Linked DNA regions of Pan troglodytes: region 1 is linked to region 2. The links are chromatin contacts, called in public HiChIP or PLAC-seq maps. All regions are on one chromosome and are shown on one strand. The core of a region is the stretch at or near the end of the contact, and the rest is flanking DNA. Distances in the headings are between cores, read along the strand shown. Region 1 holds the start of GATAD1 (GATA zinc finger domain containing 1). Region 2 holds the start of KRIT1 (KRIT1 ankyrin repeat containing).

What was found. HiChIP or PLAC-seq counts read pairs in DNA pulled down with a chosen protein or histone mark.
Region 1: a contact with region 2 is called in an H3K4me3 HiChIP or PLAC-seq map of stem cell-derived excitatory neurons, with 6 times the contacts expected there. The contact joins the promoter of GATAD1 here to the promoter of KRIT1 in region 2. A contact is called at or near these places in 1 of 7 Hi-C or Micro-C datasets (stem cell-derived neural progenitor cells) and 1 of 1 datasets of contacts at active chromatin or transcription factors (stem cell-derived excitatory neurons).

The regions. Positions count from the first base shown.
Region 1 is chr6:101,822,114-101,825,689 of NHGRI_mPanTro3-v2.0_pri, forward strand. GATAD1 (GATA zinc finger domain containing 1) reads left to right here and starts at 1,464. Exons shown (of 5, transcript XM_001166816.7): 1 at 1,464-2,006; 2 at 2,780-2,905. The coding sequence starts at 1,758.
Region 2 is chr6:101,621,109-101,624,631 of NHGRI_mPanTro3-v2.0_pri, forward strand. KRIT1 (KRIT1 ankyrin repeat containing) reads right to left here and starts at 1,501. Exons shown (of 18, transcript XM_016945150.4): 1 at 1,278-1,501; 2 at 797-1,046. The region is part of intron 3 of ANKIB1 (ankyrin repeat and IBR domain containing 1); the gene reads left to right.

The DNA.
Region 1 (3,576 bases), core at 214-2,713, 200 kb after region 2:
AACACTCTTTACCTAGTCTCCTCAGCCACTTTTACAGTTGGCCCTAATCCCCATAACAGTCCTGGAAACTTATTTTTACTGTTAAGGAAACTGAGATTTAGAGGGGAGGTGACTGAGCCACAACCCACACCCCAGAGGGCTGTTCCAAAGCCCTCCTCGAAATTGGTGCCAAGGGCAGCAGCTATAATGACAGCCAGTCCACATAGAAGTGCCTCCGTTGATCACCAATTAACAGTAAAATCTGATAATATCTCATTCCAAGGTTGTTATAAGCACTAAATGTGGTTTTGTGACATAATAGGCGTTTGTTTCTCCCCACTGCTTCCCACCACAATATATTCATCAAGACCTTTCCAAGGATACTAAGTCTAGGAAACCCAGGATCATGAAGAGAGGGCATGTTCTTCCAAGTGAGGCTGAGGAGAGACTTGTCTGGCGAGGCCTGTACTGACTAGTGACATTAAAAGAGGCGATCTGACTTCTCATACTGCTCTTGTCCCAGGCCTGCTGTTTGTCAACTGCTGGGTCCTCAGAGCCAAAACTGTTTTCCAACAATTTTGAATTGAATAACAGCCAGCTATTCGATTTTCTCCGCATTCTCTAATCTGTATACTTTTCAGAGTCCACAGGACTTGCAACGATATTATCCAAAGGCTGAAGAATGTGCGCTTGACATCTTAGGCTGTAAAATGTCTCAATTTCAATTTCTAATACATAGATGTCAGTGGATGGCATTTTCTGAACCCTTTGTCGATGTCCGTAAATGGCATGCTCTGAATTCAACTAAACAAAAGTACAGACATGGGGGAGGTGTAGGGCGATGTCCAAATTATAATTTTTAAGAGTGTAAAGGATTCCTAAGTAAGATTGCCAGATTTTTTTTTTTTTTTTTTTTGAGACGGAGTCTCACTCTATCCCCCAGGCTGGAGTGCAATGGCGCGATCTTGGCTCACTGCAGCCTCCATCTCCCGCGCTCAAGAGATTCTTCTGCTGCAGCCTCCAGGGTAGCTGGGATTACCCCAGAGCCCGCCACTGAGCCCGGCTAATTTTTGTATTTTTAGTAGAGAAGGGGTTTCACCACGTTGGCCAGGCTGATCTCGAACTCCTGAGCTCAAGTAATCCGCCGGCCTTGGTCTCCCAAACTGCTGGGATTGCAGGCGTGAGCCACCACGCCAGACCTGGATTGCCAGATTTAGCACATAAAAATACAGGACCCCCAGTTAAACGCCTCTCGGATAAACCATTATTGCATGGGATACACTCACGCTAAAAAAATTGTTCGTCGTTTACCTGAAAGTCACATTTAATTGGGCGTCCTGTATTTTACCCGGCAAATTCTAGGCCTGAGACCAAAAAGTTTGAGAACCCTGCCCCTAGGCGACAGCAAGCGGAACTGCAGCAAGCTCCCAGTAATTCCGGGTGCTGCACTTCCGGTCAGGCGGTCGGGCGCGGGGCCCTGGGGCCAGCTCACCGCCGGAAGTCTCCGCGTCCCCCCGCCCGGCCAGATCCCTTTCCCAGTCCTGCTTCCCAGTGCCTCGGGCCAGGGAATCCTGGCCTCCGCCAGCGGAGCCGGCGGAACCTGCTTCCCGCCTCCACGGGGCAGCGCCAGCGGCCTGGTCCTTTCACCGGCAGCTCGGTGCCGACGCCCTCACCGCTCTTCCTATCGCCGGGAGTGGCGGGCCGACCAGGGGGCGGCCGGGCTACCGTCCGCCATTCCCGTGTCTCTGCGCCCGCGGGGGCCGCCCGAGCCGGCCACCATGCCGCTGGGCCTGAAGCCCACCTGCAGCGTATGCAAGACCACGTCGTCCTCCATGTGGAAGAAGGGAGCGCAGGGGGAGATCCTCTGCCATCATTGCACTGGCCGGGGCGGCGCGGGCAGCGGGGGCGCAGGCTCGGGGGCGGCTGGAGGGACTGGGGGCAGCGGCGGCGGCGGCTTCGGCGCGGCGACCTTCGCCAGCACCTCCGCCACCCCTCCGCAGAGCAACGGGGGCGGGGGCGGCAAGCAGGTGAGCTCCTCCGGCCCCTCCCGCCGGCGGAGGCCGACCAGGTGCTAGGCGGGCGGGGACGGGCTGGCTGGGAGCGGGCGGGCGCGGGCTTCCCGGATCGCCGTGCTCCTGCTGGCTGGAACGCCCCTCCCCACCTCCTACTGAGATCTTTCGTTTGGCCCATTCCCAAGCACCTGTTATTGTAAGAAATTCAAAGCAATAAGAACCAAGATGTAAAGCCCTTAAGAAAATCTCAATATACACATGTCTACACAGTCGTTTACAGTGTCATGCCACAAATGCAGGCGCTGGACCTCATTCCTTGTTAAAGGTTTTGTCATATCAGGTTATGAAGTAAGATTATTATGTCATTATTGTAAATGGCAGCTTAAGTATTCCGTTGCAGGGGGCGCCATAACCTACTACGTTCTCTGGCCTTAGGGAGTAAAGTTGTTAAGTGTTTTTCTCTATTGTAGACACAACAAATGAATAGTGTTTGTCTTGGTCAAGACTGACTCCTACTCCCGCCTCCTGCCCTATTACAAGCAGCTCACACCTTTTGGAGGCTCTGGAGACGCCTGTCCAGCGAGCTCCGAGATTCCGGGTGCTAAACTTCCGGTTTTACTTAGCCTAGTTGCTGTAATTACTTCTCTTGAAAAGCAAAAGCGCAATCTTAATTGTTAAATGCTCTTATAAAGTACATACTCTGGGATCCTTGTAAGATGATTGTATTGCAACCTTTATGCACTTTTTACTTCTTTCTCTTTTTGTTCTTTAATTTGTTTGTGTAACAGAGTAAGCAGGAAATTCACAGGAGGTCTGCTCGGCTCAGAAACACTAAATACAAATCTGCTCCGGCTGCTGAAAAGAAAGTCTCCACCAAAGGAAAAGGGAGAAGACATATATTTAAATTGAAAAATGTAAGATATTTGTGGACAGTGCCTTTTACTGTAATGACGTTGTGTGTATCCTGCCACTGCCTTCATTTCTCACCATTGAACTTGGACTCTGCCCTTGGTAGCCCTTCCTTAGTATTCTGGGGAATGGTCCACATTCCCCAAAACGGAATGAGCTCTGTTGCAGGAGGCTCACTGTTTATAAAGTTAATAATACTCTTTCCTTTTTTTTTTTTAGCTTTTATTTTTTCCCCTGGAAAATATAAAATATGGGTTTAAAAGAAACATCAACCTTGAGCCCATTTTTTGGGGTTCTCTATGGAAAGGAAGAGGAGAGATTATGGTTCTTGATATGGCCAGGTACACTAAGAAAACTTTTTTTTTTCATTCTTTAAAAATCTAAGTAAATATTAACACTAGAACTCATCATTTGCATATTTATTTGTTATTAAAGCCCCAGAAAATGTATCTTACTGACTTATGATGATGATGTATTTGATGAATATGAGTCAAAAATTTTGCTAAGCCTTATCTCCTCTTCTGCTCTAAGAAAAGAGATTGTTGAAAGACCTGTGCTGGAAGTAGTTGAAAGCATATTTTTATTGCAATTAAATTCTCAGTTTTTATAAACAAGGGATAATGTTCAAACACAGTGGACAGTGCATTATGAACTATTTTTTTAAGTCTCAGTATGA
Region 2 (3,523 bases), core at 251-2,750:
TAAAACTGCTAAGGGAGAAACACATACAAACTGATACAAAATGAGTAGCTTGAACTAAAATACAAGAAAGGTATAACTAGAGTTTGCAATATGTTTAGACTGAGTCTGAGATGAGGGTTCAAGTGAATAAGTACAGGAAACGTGGCATTTTGTTATATGGCTCACTCCATTCTGGAAAATGTTAGGCACAAATGATAATATGCTCCCTAAGTAATAAGATCTTATAAATAAAGCAGTGGAAGTGGTCCTTAATTGGGGGGGTGGCACCTACCTGGGATCACTGGAAAATATGGAGGGCATTTCTGGTTGTCACTATGACTGATGAGGGGAGATGTACAACTGCCATTTAGTGTCCATGGAACAGGTTTGCTAACATCCTCTTAGTATGCTAGACAGCGTTTGCAAACAGAAACTGTAAAGGCACATATGCACTCCAGAAGGGTAAGAAAATAATGAGGCTGAGATCCTGAGTTGGACCACCGAGATGAAAGACTTCTGGTGAGGCTAAAAACATGTAGAAAAAGCGATGAAAGCCAAAAACCTTAAAAGATGGAGAAAGGTGTAGAGGCGAGAAGTGAGTTAGAGGGGGAGAAGTGAATTAGAATGACAAGCTGTGAATCCCTTTCCCTGCAATGACAAAAATACGTAATCACTCTGCCTGGGAGGTTTTTTCCTGCGCCACCACCCGTCAACGTCCACTACTGGGGAAAAACGTAAGCCTCTTTGCTCAAAGAGTTTCCACCCAAAAAGTGGCTATGGTTTCTCTGTAACTACATGTGAAAAATAAACTCCTTGCCTGGGGCAACTAGATGTGGAGATGGTTCAGTCTCCCACCTCTGTTTTCCCTCGCTGGAGTCGAACTTGCTCCTCCTGTTTCCCGAAGGACACCGAGAGGTCCCACCCGTACGTGCTGCCGCGAGTGCCTCTCTGGCCGCTACATTCAACTAAATGGGTGGGACAGTCACCTGGCGAGCAGGGGCAGGGACCGTCACCGCTTTCTCATTCCTCCTTCCCGCCTCCCAGGCACAGCAGCCCGGCCCAGCTTCCTGCGGCAGAAAAACCCTCAGTCGCCAAAAGAAAGCCGTCTTGAGGGTTCCCCCGCGCTCCCCACCCGCGCCCCAAAAAGCTCAGGTCTCTGGAGTCGGAGACCCTCCTGCCCACCTGCTCTTTACTGTCCTTCCCTCTCCTCGCACCTCAGCACCATTCACCCCTCACCCTCTCCCGAAACTACGGGGTCCCAGGTCTTCAAAGGCCTTAGCTTTCCACCCCGCCGTTACCGTGGCTATGAAATCGCTTCCGGGTTCACACCCTTTGCAGCCTCGCGGTTGGCGGTGGAAGAGCTTCCGGGTCGGCGGCCGGGCTGCTGCCGTTCCGGCTCCTTTTCACTGGACCTGCAGTCTCTCAGGGGCTGGTGGCAGGCGACTAGGAGACTAGGGTGGTGGCGGTGGGGGTGCCAGCGGCTGAGCCGGAGCCGGAGGCGGGGGAGGGGAAGAGGGCGGCCGGGGCTGCGCGCGCGCAAGGCTGGAACATGAGCCGGACTTAACCGCGAGGCGGAGGCAAGAGCCACCGCCCCCTCTTCCCCTCCCCCGAGTGAGGCGGCGCAGCGGCCGGAGAGGGATGGGGGGCGCCCACCCAGTCTGAGCCTCGCCGCGGGCGCCTTCGGCTCACGCAGCGCTTCCCGCGGGCCGCCAGTGCGCACCCTCGGCCACATCAGCCTCCGCCTGGCGGGTGCACCCGGGCCGGCGAGGAAGGGGCAACCGTCCGGGTGGGTGGGGCGGGCTGGGTACCTGAGGTCACCAGCTCGGCTGTAGAGGCAGGGGCGGCGGAGGCGGAACTGCGGAGTTGCTGGGTCCACCGACCCTTACCCTCAGCGAGAGAAGTAACCGTAAGTCTCAGCTTCGCGGTACAGATGTGTTTGAGGCTGCCTGTACCCATTTGTGGCTCCGAGTTCAGAGCTATCTAGTTCACACCCTCCCGGATCTACTAGGAGTGTGTCTGTCGCCTGTTTTGGAGCATTGTTGTTCTGTCTGTCCCCATCCCTGAACAGGCAGCATTCTCTGCCCTACAGGGCTTTTCTCCCAGCGAATATGCAAGCCTCCGGGTCTCCGTGACGCGTCCCATCCTCCCCATCTGGATGCATCTCCTTGTCCCTCTGTCCTCAAAGGATCTGTGTCCTTCCTCGCAGCCTCCCCCCCACCCCCATCCTTTGAGACGTGGAAAGCCACGGGTTCTGCCGACCTCGGGGGCTAGAGAGAGTCTTGAGAAGCGGATGGGTAAAAGTGCTCTGCAGGGCTGTGATGGGTGGGGATAGGTGCAGATGGCTCCAGTGAACCTTTATTTTTGCAGCTTCTGCCACCAAAACAAAAGAATGGAGCGCTCCCCTGTATTCTTATTCTTCTCCGTATGTATGAGCTGTTTTTCTGTACGTAGCTGTTTGAGTCGCAGGAAATTGAAACTAGAGCTGTAATAAAGCATCTCCTGAGGAGATTTTGAGAATTAGTCTCCCAAGCTCTATTCACACGGAATGGCATATCGAACAATCTTGTATTGAAATGACCATTTCAGAAGAGCTTTACTGGTAGATCTGACAGATAAATGTAAAGATAAGAGTCTGCTGTTTCAAATAGTGTATTTTAGATACCTTTAAATTTTAGTATTCTAATTTTCATCTAGTTCTTAATTTGTGAAGTATGTGGGTATGTGTAAGGTGTAAAAATCTGTGTATTGGAAGGTTTTGCTTTGTTACAAGCTTTTGCTTTGTTGCTTTTGAGACAAGAGACGTTTAAAGATCATATTAGATTGTATTTGATAATTATTTTCAATCATTAATTCCAGAGAAATCTTTTTTTGTATCAGCCACTCACAGATGTTACACACCTTGGTGCCTATGACCCTCCTGCTGCTTAAACTGTGAATGTCTTCAAAGTGTATTTTCAGATTTTTGAACTAGACGTTTTTTCTCATTAGAATTTGATTTGCTTTTCAAACTGCTCCTGCAGAACTTTCCAGAAATTAGATTTTAAAATAATTTTAATGCTGTCAGTGTTTGGACAATAGCTCTTATATGACTTTATGCATTTGCTACTTTTCAGAGCACCATAGGAAGCAAACGATAATTTAAGAATAATTTTACTGTGTACTGCAGGTTGTTATTCTGCAAACTACTGTGTAGTGTAGACTGGTAGCTTTGGTGTTTTGTGTTGCTGAAAAACATTGTCATTTCATTAAGAAAGATGGATCTGTTTAATGACTTTCCCCCCAACCTCCTTTCAGCAGTTGATTTTGGGCTATTATCTGATTTGTAACTTCTCACTGTTCACAGATTTTAATTTGAAGTAGGCTCAGGAGATGTAGCTCCAACTCTGTCTCTGGAAAGGTACTTAGCACAGAAGCCAAGCACTGTGCAGAGTTGAGTGTATTATTAAGGGTGTGGCTTTTGCTTTCTGTAAAATTGTTCAGTTTCTGAATAAGAGTAGGGTGCTATAGTGAGGTGATGGGCGCTATCTTGGAGAAGTCTTAGAAA